Regions from separate parts of the Mus musculus genome. Here region 2 is linked to region 1. The links are chromatin contacts, called in public HiChIP or PLAC-seq maps. All regions are on one chromosome and are shown on one strand. The core of a region is the stretch at or near the end of the contact, and the rest is flanking DNA. Distances in the headings are between cores, read along the strand shown. Region 1 has its middle 4.0 kb from the start of Gm32684. Region 2 overlaps Gm39913 (a long non-coding RNA gene).

Region 1 (6,296 bases), core at 2,282-4,781:
GCTCTGGAAAACGGGAAGGGTCTCTTCAGTAACAACTCATCCTGGGACTTTCAATGATGTCTCCAAAGTAGGCCCTAGACTCCAGGCCTCAGCCTCTGGAGTGGGGCTGCTCAGCTGTGAGAAAGAATTGAACACTGAGTTCTAAGCTCCACTCTCATTAATCAGTCCCATGATATTGGACCAGTCACTTCCTGTCTGGCTCCTGTTTCTTCCTCTACAACATGAGAGATGGAAATTGATGGATTCTAGGGTCCCTTTCAGTTTTAAATTGTGCAGCTTGGATGTTCTAAAGCTATTTCAGGGTGCTCAAAGGGACTGGAGCTAGGACAGCTAAGGGTAAGACTCCAGCTAAGGTCCATGTAGAGTAGAAATGGCCTCAAGGGGCTAAGAGCCCTCACTACTTTTGGGCTTAAGAGCCATTACTACGCTTGCAGAGGACCTGAGTTCAGTTCCCCGCACCCACATCACATCAGGTGGCTCACAGCTGTCTATAGCTCCAGCTCCAGGGAATCTGACACCTCCAGAACCCCACAGGCAGCTGCAGTCACATGCATATAACCACACACATAGACACAAATGTGTTATATAATTTAACATATTTTTTAGAAAGTTAGAAAGTAAGAAACTCAATTCAGAACTTCATATCGTCACTTAAAGACAAAGATTATCAGGGGAGTTGGCAATACTTGTAATCTCAGCTCTTAGAACACTAAGGCAGGAAGATTTCTTTGAGTCTGAGGCTGGTCTGGGCTGCACAGTGAATACCAGGACATCCTAGAATAAAGTGTGAGATCCTGTCTCAAAAAAAAAATATATATATATGGCAAGCATGATGGTGCACATCTATAATATGAGCCCTGACTACTCTTGAAGACAGTACATATATAATTCCAGCACTTTGGAGGCCAGAAGCAGGAAGATCAGGAATTCAAGGTCAGCCTTAGCTATGTCATGAGTTCAAATTCAGGCTGGGCTGAACAAGACCATGTCTTCAAAAATAAAATAAAACAGAAAAGAGAGACAGAGACTAAAACCGACATGGGCCTCTTGACTTGAGAATTTCTCTCAAGAAGAGTAAATTAGGAGGGGGCCAGCAAGACAGCCCAACAGGTAAAGGCACTTGCCACCTGAGCCTGGCAGCCAGGATTCCATCCTCAGAATCCATGGAAAGGTGCAAGAGGAGAACTGACTCTGCAAGGTTGTCCTCTGATCACAAATGGTTGCTATGACATGCGTACCCCCCACACACATAATACACATGCACACACAGTGATAAATTAAATAATTCGATAGTAAAAAAAGAACTACCTGGGCACATAGTAGCACAGGGCTGTGACCCAAGTATTTGAGGCTAAGGCAGGAGGATCATTGTGAATTTGAAACTACTCTAGGCTCTATTGTGCGTTAAGCCCAGCCTGAAATATATAGCAACACTTTGTTTGTTTATTTGTTTGTTTGTTTTTTAAAAAGAAAGATGGAAGAGGCAGAGAGAGAGAGAGAGAGAGAGAGAGAAGGGAGGGAGGGAGGGAAAGAGGAAGGAAGGAAGGAAGGAAGGAAGGAAGGAAGGAAGGAAGGAAGGAAGGAAGGAAGGAAGGAAGGAAGGAAGGAAGGAAGGAAGGAAGGAAAGAACAAGCTGTAGTTTTACTGAAAAATTCCAAGCTCTTGGTATAGAGGAGCCGGGAGGCTTCCGGATGCTGGATGTTCTTAGTCACACACACAGGACTGGGAAATGGGGGAGATCTGAGGGAGGGTCACACTGGCCAGAGAAGAGTGGGGTTCAGTAATAGCTGGGAAGGACAGACACCAGCCTTCCCAGCTCTGTGTCTCCCTTAAGTGTCTCCTTAAAATGTCCATTATAAGTTTTCCAGTTAGTGTAGGAGAAAAAGAACTTGCCCTCTACCTTCCCAGGATTTAATAATTAAGTTACGCTGGCATTGGATGAGTGTGTGTGTGTGTGTGTGTGTGTGTGTGTGTGTGTGTGTGTGTGTGTGTGTGTGTAGATGTGTTCCTCACAGGAGGGAAGGGACCAATAGCAAGTAAGATCTAGAAGTGTATATGGCTTCTTCTAGGGAGGGGAAGACAAAAGATTTAGGGAGAAAATGAGTGGGCTCTCAGGAGAACAGGTGACAATGCCTGTCTGAGCATGGTGAGGAGCTCCAGACTCATCACAGAGGAGTCACACCACTCCAGCGTCTTCTAGAGTGTTTACCTTAAGGCCAGTAAGCACAGTCCAGAGAAAGTCCCCCTACACCCCCATACATAAGCTGTTCTCCAAGTCCTTCAATCTGAATCGGAATCTTTTATTTTTTATTTTTTTTAAAGATTTATTTATTATTTATTATATGTAAGTACACTGTAGCTGTCTTCAGACACACCAGAAGAGGGCATCAGATCTCATTACGGATGGTTGTGAGCCACCATGTGGTTGCTGGGATTTGAACTCTGGACCTTTGGAAGAGCAGTCGGGTGCTCTTACCCACTGAGCCATCTCACCAGCCCCGGAATCTTTTAAATTGGTTATTTTTGTGTTGTGCATATAAGTGTTTTGTCTGCACGTTTATCTGTACAGCAGAAGAAGGCATAGGATCCCATGGGACTACAGTTACAGATGGTTGTGAGCTGCCATGTGGGTGCTGAGAATTGAACTCAGGACCCCTGGAAGAGCAGCTAGTGCTCCAAACCATGGAGCCCAGAAAAGGGAATCTTTAGGGATGGCAGCCCCTGAATTCCTACAGCAGTTATAGCAAAAAAACAAAACAAACAAAAAACCAAAAATCTTGGCACCGCTATCAAGTCCCCATGATGATTTAAAGAGCTAACATTTTGTCTTCTAAGCCTTGGGGTATGCTTAAGAGGGGGTAGGAGCTAAAGGGGGGGGCAGGAGGCAAAGACCACAGGAACCATAATTCTTCTGAAAGAAGAAGGGAGGAGGGAACAGAACTCATGCTAGCTCCTCAGAGCCACAGCATGGGCAGTGATGAAGGAGGGAGCTCGGTCTCCTAAACAGCTTCTGTGTCCTTCTGAAGTTCTCAACCTTTCCCTTCTAGGCCTCAGCAGCCCCAGGGAAGAAGAGTCAACTTAATGTCTATGGCTGGTTGTCGTTCCAGTGTGCAAGAAGAGACCGAGTCACACTGCTCTGCGGTCTCCTATCAGCTTACCCAGGTGTCCTAGGCCAAAGGAACCCAAGAGCCATTTCAAAAGGAGTCACAATCCTAGGCCCTTGGAGGCGATTTCAGGGCAGGAAGCAGTGTTGGAGGTTGAAGGGTGGACGAAGGTGTGGGAGAAGGGAACAAGATGTTCCCCCATGGCGTTTGGTCTGAAGACCTGCGCTCTGCCAAATCGAGTTTTGGCAAAAAAGCAAAAGTAGAGAAGAATGAGGGTAAGCCTGTGTAGTGATTCCCAGTTGTAGCCCAGGCAGGCAGGCCTGGGGCTTGCTTGTGTGCACACGGGAGGGTGTGTGTTCGTCAGCCTGCGTGAGCACCTGCAACCTCAGGAGAGGTGTCAGGACCTCAGAGTCAGAGGCCCCGCTCCCACCCTTGCCCATCCCAGGCACCGCCTCTCTCAGCTAACAGGAAGTAGAGAGGTGGAGGGGTTTCACCTTCTAGGGGTACTCAACCTTCCTTAAGTCAGCAGTTGTCCTCGTCCAAAATAACCTTCCCCTCCTGTCTACCAAGCAGGCAGAGGGCTTTGTGAGCAGCTCCTTTGTCTCAGGCACTCAAGAAGTCCTGGGCCTCTTTCCTCAAAAACAAAAACAAAAACAAAAAAACCTTACTGCCTAAAAGAGTCAAGAGTGATGTATAGCCCTCGGTTGGCGGGGGTGGGGTGGGGTGGGGGGGGGGGTGGGGGGGGTCCGGACCTATGAGTTCTAGGGCAGCCTGGTCTACAGAGTGAATTCCAGGGCAGCAAGGGCTACACAGAGAAACCCTGTCTCAAAAGAGATGAGGCGGAGGAGAGGGGGAGAGGAAGGTATAAGACAGGGTCCACGGGTACGGCTGCTCCCACATAGTGAAGAAGGCAGACTGAAGAGAAGAAAGACTCGGAATGAGGGGAACCCTGGACATTGAACTCCCAGTCTTTCTGTCTCTCTCCCCAGTGCTGGAATTATGGGCATGCATCAGAATGTCAGGTTTACGCCACGCTGGGCTAGAACTCAGGGCTTTGTGAATGTGAAGCAAGTACTCTTCCACCCGAGCTGCATCCCCAGCCCACCTTTGTACACAGATGACAGCTCTGTAACGCCAGCCTGTGGGTCCACACTAGCTCATACTGTCAGGTCCTAAGACGTAAAAGGCAAAGTCTGCCTTTACTTTGGATGTTGGATGCAAGTGGGGTTTGCTAGGCTACCTGCACCCCTCTCTGATGTGGGTACAAATCCAGAGGACCACACCACCTTCCTAACATCACTCAGAGCTGAGCATCCTGGCTCATGCCTGCCATCCCAGCATGAGGAGGCTGAGGCAGAAGTATCAAAAGTTCAAAGCCAACCTCAGCTACCTAGTCAGTCAGAGACAAGCCTGCAATACAAAAGACTGTCTCAGAAACAAAAAGGGGCAGGACTGGGAGGCGAGGAGGGAGGGGCTGAGATTGGGATGCAATGTGAATAAAAAAATATGGAAAAATATTTTTATTCATGAGTGGGGTGCAGAAGCAGATTTGGATCCCCTGGAATTGGAGTCGCTCGCAGGCTGCCATTAGCTATTTGAAATGGCGCTAGGGGACAGACAGGACAGCCGTAACACTCTTAGCCACGAAGCCATCGCTCCTGGTGCCCTCCCTACCCTAGTTTTTGTCTTTATGCTTTTGTTTTGAGATAGGGACTTGCTCTTTAGCTCATTCTGGACAATAGTGTTTATTGTAAAACAGACACGATAGCATACACCTATAAAACCAGCCCTTGGAGGCAAAGGCAGGAGGCACTTGAGTTGGAAACCAGCCCAGGCTATGTAGCCAGCAGTTTTATAATTTTTTTTAAAATTATATGTGAGATTCTGGAACTGCCAAAGGGAAGAGACACGCAGGGTGGCATCTTGAGTGGAGAGGCCCAGAGCTGAAGCCCTTTGTGGGACACTCTGGCTCCCTCCCAGCACCCCTACATTCCCTGACAGGAAGATCCTGCCACATCCATGCCCAGAGCTTCCAGCTGGGCATCGCTGACAACAACTGGCTACTGGATGACCTCAGTCTGGAACACCCTCCTTCCCTTCCCAGAGGTTCGGAGTGTGGTAGGACACAGGCTGGAGATGACCGGTTTAACCTATTGGTGACATTCTTGGTCTTTTGGACAAGGCTAGGACCACCAAGAGTCTCCTCATTAGCATAAAATTGGGTGGGGTGGATTCCTAAGAACAATGAAGGATATTTCTATCACTTAGGAAATCCCAGATATTTCTGAAGCTCTATGCCAAAAAACGGGGACAGAGACCAAGAACATGGGTTTTCTTTATTAAACCATAGACTGGGTTGGACAGTTCTTGTAAGGAATAGTGTTCCTGAGGACAGAAATGCAGAGTAGGGAAGACTGATAAGGTCAGAACTGATGGTATTGAGGCTCAGCAAACATCACTCCAAAGCCCAGCAGCTGAACTAAAAGGACTAAAAACTGGAGCCCTGAGGCATCTCTGACATCCCAGCACAGCCCTGTCTCTTCTCTCAGTCCTCCCCCTCCTAAACACATAGCGAGGCTTCCACCAACGATCCCTTAAAACCAGACCAACCAAGGAAGAATTCAGTATTCTTCAGTCATTTTACTGAAATGCCACTAATCAAGAAAGACTTAACTCTTCAGTATTCTTCAATCATTTTAATGAAACGCCACTAATCAGGGAAGATTGAACTACCAGAGGAAGAGACTGGAAAGCAATCATCATATTTAGGGCGCAGAGGAACCTGGTCCCAAACCATTGTCTGCTCTTCAACCGTCCATCTCTAAGATTTGTCTGCTTTAAGTATTTCACAGTCTTCCCTATGGGTAAGGTGGTCGAGCCCATTCATATCGTATGGATACAATTTTCATACTTATGTTTCATACATACATACACGCATGCACTCATACACATAAGCCAAGAAGGAGAATCTGTATTCCTTTCTACATGCTAACCCTCTGTTTAGTCCATCAGACTCACGTATGCAGCCTCCAGGGAGAGTTTAAGCCTCTTTTGGCAGTGGGCAAGGGATATGGATCAAAGTTGTCCTGGAGGAGAGGCAGGTGACCTCTTTCAGGGTCCTGGCAGCTGGTCTTTCTCTGCATGTGTTTTATTCCAGGTCTCCTCCCCTGGAAGAGAGGCCTCCCCATCTCT
Region 2 (6,362 bases), core at 3,170-5,669, 350 kb after region 1:
TTTGAAAGAAAAACAACAAGACAAGCTGTAAATCTCAGCAGTTGCTGTAAGGAGGGAGGGAATGGAGAAAACCACAGCTTTTTTTAGTTAGGAGCCAAGAAAGGTAGCGTGTTCAGCAGAAAAGGTCCACAAGCAGATTTCCTTGCGGGGAGGAGGTGCATGTTCAGAGAAAGAGTAAGTAAGCTCAGAAGGAAAGAATATACAAGCTTTTGGTCAGTATCTGAAAGAAGAAGGTGAAGAAAAGGCCCTGTAATGACCACAGTCTCACTAAGGTGTAATTATTCCTCTCATCTCCTTAGTGTGTCTTTAGTTGAGTCAGACTTCTACAGACAGCTGTGAGCTTCCACGTGAGCTCTGAGAATGGACCAGAGCAGCCTATACTCTTAGCTGCTATGCTATCCTTCCAGCCTCTCCTATGGCTTTTAAAATGTCCAAGTGGGTTCCCTATGGTGTGCTTTTCTGCTAGGTGGCTCTAGTGTCTTCTGTGGCAGGATGCTGTCCCTGAGAAGCAGCTCGCACCTCTAAAGGAATGAGAGGTGGCCAAGTATAGATGACAGTGGCCCAAGAACACAGATTTAGTTTGTGCCAAGTGACACTTTAAGTATGGAAGGAATTATAGGGCTCTGTGCCATCACTCCAGGCAGCTCAAGGAGGTTCCTTTAATCAGATAAAACTGAACCATTAGCTTTGACACAGAAAGGAATTTCAGAACGAGTTGGCATGAAGCAGAGTTGGAGTTTATTAAAGACTAATATATATATATATATATATTTTTTTTTTTTTTTTAAGAAATGGGGTTAAGAGAAAGAGAGGCACTCCAGGAAAAAGACACAAAGATTGGCATAGGAGTGGGCTTCTCAGAGGGAACCACAACCCACTGATGCTGTATCAGAGAGGGCCACACCCACCATTGCTGTACCAGGCATATATAGCCTCTTGGTATGTTTGAGGCTATTCTTTCGAAGTATGGCAGAGGAACCCAAAGTAGATCACAGGAAAATTCCTGAGGACACCAATAGGATCACAGTTCAAACCGTAAAATTCAGGATTCGGGGCTATGGGTAGTGGGATCTTCATTGTTTACAGTCAATGATCTTGTGGGAGATTCCCAGAAAGGGATGAGTCAGTCATCTATCAGCATCACAGAGGGCGGGCACTGACAGCAGGCAGGCGTGAGAGCTGAGAGTTCACATCTGGTTTGGTTCTATTTATCTTAAATTATTGTGTGTGTGCATGTTGCATGTGTTCCCACATAAGCCAGTCAGATCCCCTGGAACTGGAGTTACAAGTGCTTGTGAGCCACCTGATGTGGGTGCTGGGAATTGAACTCTGGTCCTCTGTAAGAGCAGTTTGTGAAACCTCAGATCTTGAACTGCAAGCGCAAAGCAGAAAGCATGAACTCTTGAAGCCCGCCCTTACGTGACAGGTCCTCCAGCAAGAGCATTTGTTCTAAACCTCCCCAAACAGTGCCATCAAGTGGAGATCAAGTGTTCAAATACATGAGCCTGTGGGGAAGCATTCTCATTCAACCCACCACAAGCTTCAAAGCCAGAGACAGGTTAGGGCAGAGGCTCCAGTTGGTAATGGTCCTGTTTCCATAGAAAGATGGAAGTCAAACAGCACAAAGCCTGCTAGTTTTTATTTATTCAGTTTTCTTTTCCTTGTTTGTTTGTGAGACAAGATCTCAATGTAGTCCTGACTTCCCTGGAACTAGCTATGTAGACCAGGCTGGCCTTGAACTCACAGATCTGCCAGCCTCTTGCCTCCCAAGGGCTGGGATTAAGGACGTGTTCAGCATGCCCAGCCTCCTGTAAGCTTTTAAACCATTCTTTATCCCACTACTTCCATCCTAAACTATATAAGAGATGAATTGCCCAAAGGCTAGCCCTCTAAATCTCACCTTCTGCAGACTGCTCAAAGGCTGGCCCTTTAAATCTCACCACCTGCAGGAACGTACTCTGTGGATGTCACAGAGGAGTGAGAGAGGTCTGTCTGACAGTGGCAGGAAGAGCTTGTCATAAGGTTAACAGGCCCCAGACCTTAGCACAACTGACCAACTCCGTTCAGCTTCACAGGTTTACAGTCAGGCTGTAGAAATCAGCAGTTAAACAGCAGCCAGCCCCTGCCAAAACCAAGACAACGACCCAATCCATCAAAGTCCACAGTTATGGGAAGGTCTCTAAAGGCAAAGTCCACAGTTATGGGAAAGTCTCTAAATGGGCAAACCTTGCTTCTTGGCTTCCCTGGTTCCACTTCTGGCTTAACAAGAACAGTTGTTCTTGTTAAGTGACTATGTTAACCTAGGACATGGTTCTTGTGCTTAAAAAATCTCACCCTGAGAAAGGTTTGGGCTACACTGGGATCCCAGACACCCAGTGTAGTCCATGGCCAGCTAATGAAGACTTTCTTCTGGATTAAACCCATGTCCAAGCAGCCTTCACTGGTGTATACCCCACCCCCACGAGGATACTTCACAGATAGCTAATAACAAGGCCTATGACTTTGTTCGTCTTGCCCCAGTCATCCATGGATGTCCTTTAGTCTGTATCACAGCTTGATTTTTGATATGGACATAATACCTCTAGTGTCGTTGTCAAGGCTAACTTAGTGATTTCTACTATTAAAGTGTTGGTGGTTAACCATTATCTAAGCCATCCTTACACGACTGAATCTAGCTGTCTACAGAAATAAGTCAAAGCCTGGGGGTTCTAACCAGCTTCGGAGTGAGCAGCCCTAGTCCCACTTCCTGTGTCTCTACTACAAAGCAGGTGAAGGGCTACTCCGAGTCTGGCAGCCCAAGCGTTAGGGAAGAACTTATTGATGCGTTAACTTAGTAAATGCTGCTTATAGCATTGATTTACTAATCAAGCCCAGCGTAGTAGCACATATGGGAAACAACCAACTAGGAAGCTAAGGCAGGAGGCTGAGACCAGCCGGGTTGCGTAGAAAGACCCTGTGTCAACAGAACGAAATTGCACCAAAAGAAAAGATCCCTGACCCCTCCCATCCAGAGCCTGGTAAAGGATCTGGGCAGCCACTTCAAGTTGGGGCTACAGATTTGATAGAATCCCACTATTTCCAAGAATGATGGTAACTGCCTTTTAGTTTTTAAGGAGTTGGTGTTAGGATCTCTGATACAATTTTGGGAGACAGCTCTCTTCCCATTATTTGGAACTTGGCAGGGGAGAATTTATATTCTTATAAATTTAAACTCTGTGTGTTTGCTAGCTGGAGAGATGGCTCAGCATCTAAGAGAACACTTACTTATCTTGCAAAGGACCTGGGTTCAGTTCCCGGCACCCACAGGTGGCTCCAACTCTGGGGATCCAACTTGTCAACATGTAGTACACATACATGCATTAAGGCGTGGGCACCCACACATATTAAATAAATAAAGCTTTAAAAGAAAATAGAGACCATGACTGTATTAGTTTGTGGAGCCTTCTTTGAGAGGTCTCAGAAAAGAATATTATCTCATACTAAGTAAGGTCATGCTGAGAATAGGTCATCTAAATTACTCCATGTTGTAAAAAATAGTGGGGTTTCAGGCCACACCTTGTCCTCAGACCCTCCATTTTATAAGCAGCTTTAGACTTCACTTGAGGGTGGAAAATAATTGCATGCCTGGATTGACATGTAAACACCACCACCTGCCCAGTACCACCCTTGCTGATAGATGACTTATTCCTGGGAATAGAATAGGGGCCATCCTGTAAACTTATCAGGTTGAGTTGGACTGTAGGGACACCTGGAATGTTTAAAATCATAGAAGGGAAACTAAGATCAAGACTTTATCAGACTTGTCAGAATGACAAGAATGTAGCTCCCTCTCCTGGACCCCATAAAGTGTGGCTACGTAGTACAGCCCCGCCCCCACCAACTGTTCATCTGACACCTGGTGTGTAAGCAAGGACTGACAGTCGGAGAACCCCCACTGTCGTCAAGGCTTCTGCTTGGCTGGGTTCCCACTGTTGACACAGCCTACTTCACTGCCCCTCCTGCTTGCCCATCTGGACCTGAACACACCATTCACCGTGTTCCAACCCAGTTCTAACCTTTCACCTCGAAGCTGGACTCAGTTCAAATAGGTAGAAGGATAGATAGATAATAGATACATAGGTAGATCTATAGCTATCTCTATCGATAGATATAAGTCTTCCTATAAAGAGAGTTTTCCTGTGTTAATTGATAGTTAATATTAATAATTATGAATAGAATTCTAAAAACCTGCATTAGCCTCAGCCAGATTGCTAATGTAAGTGTAATTCTCTGGAAAATGTCTGTCATTGAAACCACTGCACTGTGTTTTTGGGCTTTTTTTTTTTTTTTTTTTGGTTTGTTTTGTTTTTGTTACTTACTGGGCAGAGGAGACGGTGTATTTTGGCTTAGAGTTTCATAGGGGCAAGAGTCCGTAATGGAGAGGAATAAAAGGCAGTAGGCAGGGAAGCATGCTTGCAGGAACAGGAAGCTGGATGGTCAAATTTCATCTACATGCAGGAAACAGAGGAGGTGGTGGGGGGAAGAACAGTAAACCGGCTAGGCTGTGATCCTCAAAGCTCCCCCACTCCTGACAGACTGGCTAGGCTGTGATCCTCAAAGCTCCCCCACTCCTGACAGACTGGCTAGGCTGTGAACCTCGAAGCTCCCCACTCCTGACAGACTGGCTAGGCTGTGAACCTCGAAGCTCCCCACTCCTGACAGACTGGCTAGGCTGTGATCCTCAAAGCTCCCCCACTCCTGACAGACCGGCTAGGCTGTGAACCTCGAAGCTCCCCCACTCCTGACAGACCGGCTAGGCTGTGAACCTCGAAGCTCCCTCACTCCTGACAGACTGGCTAGGCTGTGAACCTCGAAGCTCCCCCACTCCTGACAGACCGGCTAGGCTGTGAACCTCGAAGCTCCCCCACTCCTGACAGACACCTTCTTTAGCCAGGCTCCACCTCCTAAAGATTCCGTAATCTTCCCAAGCAACACCACCAGCTGGGGACCAAGTGTTTGAATGCGTGAGGAGCCTAGGGAGGGCATTTCTCACTCAAATCGCCACATTCCACCCATGGTCCCCATAAGCATGGCCATCCCATGATGCAAAATGCACGTAGTTCCAAGTCCCTATAGTTTTGAATAGTCTTAACATTCTTCAAAAGTCCAACATCTCTTCTGAAACTCAAGGCAATCTCTTAACTATGTTCCTTCTGTAAAATCAAAAGGCACATTGTATACTTCCAACATACGATTACATCACATCTCATCCCAAAGGGCAGAGATAGATATAATGAGGAAACATTGACCCAAAGCAAGACCAAAACTTAGAGTAAACACCAAATCCTATAGTTCCATGTCCAGGGTTTCAGTATCAATGGCTTAGATGGTTCTGACCCTCCAACTTTAGTGCCTGTAACATACTTCATTCTCTTGATCTGATTCTACCCTCTATGCAGTTTTTGGCAGGTGTCTCATGACATCTTCAACCAAGGCTCCACCTTTATAGCTATAGCGCCATACAGTGACCTTACAGGGTCTCCTCACAGGGAGTGTAACCCTGCCATACATTCCCTGGCCTCAATGGCTTTAGTTCCAGGGGGACAGAGCTCATCATAGTAAGGAAGACATGGGGACAGTCAGAGAAGGCAGCGTGCAGGAGCAAGCTGGCTGATCACATTTCATTAGAATAGAGGAAGCAGAGAGCCGTCCATTTTGAATATGTTGTTTTTTCAACAAATTCTGGCATTGTGGAAAGGCACACATAAGTTCATTTATGTTTCTGGTATAACTAAATCAGGACAGGCTCACCCCTTAAGATGCAGCTCCAAGTTCCTGAGCCAAGGCATTGCCAAAAAGAGAAAGGCTGTCTTAGGATCCCTGAAGGAGAACTGTTCAAAGGTATTATTGCATGATGTTAGTTTAAGGATCAGCCCATTCTTTTAGACCCAAGACACTAAGCTATATGGTGTCAGAGAACATTTGTGTGAGAATACATAGTGATTGGGAACTCCAGGGGAAACTGCTTTCCTTACTGCTCTCAGGTCATCTTGGACTTTGTCCTGGTAGCCATGACAGCCACAGCAGGGCATTACAGTGGTAGCCAGGTCTGTGGTGGTGGTTATGGAACTACTAGTTCCCTCTAGTAGATGGAGATAAAGAGAGTCAAAGACCCTTGTCTAAGGCCTTAGCTGTTGTTTTGCCTCCTCCCCATCTGAAAGCTCTCTCAAGAGCCACAAGGCTATATAGAAAACGCAAGATTAATTGACAGCAGGACCCAATGGTGCAGTTTCTAGAAGGTCACTGTCCATAATGGGATGGGACTTGGTAGTGATGCAGCTGATCACCCACACTCTGTAGGTAATCCTTCATCCTAGATCTAT

Evidence for each region. HiChIP or PLAC-seq counts read pairs in DNA pulled down with a chosen protein or histone mark.
Region 2: an H3K27ac HiChIP or PLAC-seq map of double positive thymocytes shows a contact between it and region 1, with 3 times the contacts expected there. The contact joins two enhancer-like sites. A contact is called at or near these places in 1 of 484 Hi-C or Micro-C datasets (B cells) and 3 of 115 datasets of contacts at active chromatin or transcription factors (double positive thymocytes, embryonic stem cells and extraembryonic endoderm stem cells).

Annotation. Positions count from the first base shown.
Region 1 is chr2:118,491,745-118,498,040 of GRCm38.p6, forward strand. No RefSeq gene overlaps it. Among named protein-coding and RNA genes, the nearest start is that of Gm32684, 4.0 kb to the right of the region's middle. Within about 2 kb of position 3,532, at least 15 of the 459 cell types and tissues checked have an H3K27ac peak or open chromatin away from gene starts, as enhancers often do. A contact at or near this core is called in double positive thymocytes, where this site is marked.
Region 2 is chr2:118,842,497-118,848,858 of GRCm38.p6, forward strand. The region is part of intron 1 of Gm39913 (a long non-coding RNA gene); the gene reads right to left. Among named protein-coding and RNA genes, the nearest start is that of Gm39913, 16 kb to the right of the region's middle. Within about 2 kb of position 4,420, at least 16 of the 459 cell types and tissues checked have an H3K27ac peak or open chromatin away from gene starts, as enhancers often do. A contact at or near this core is called in double positive thymocytes, where this site is marked.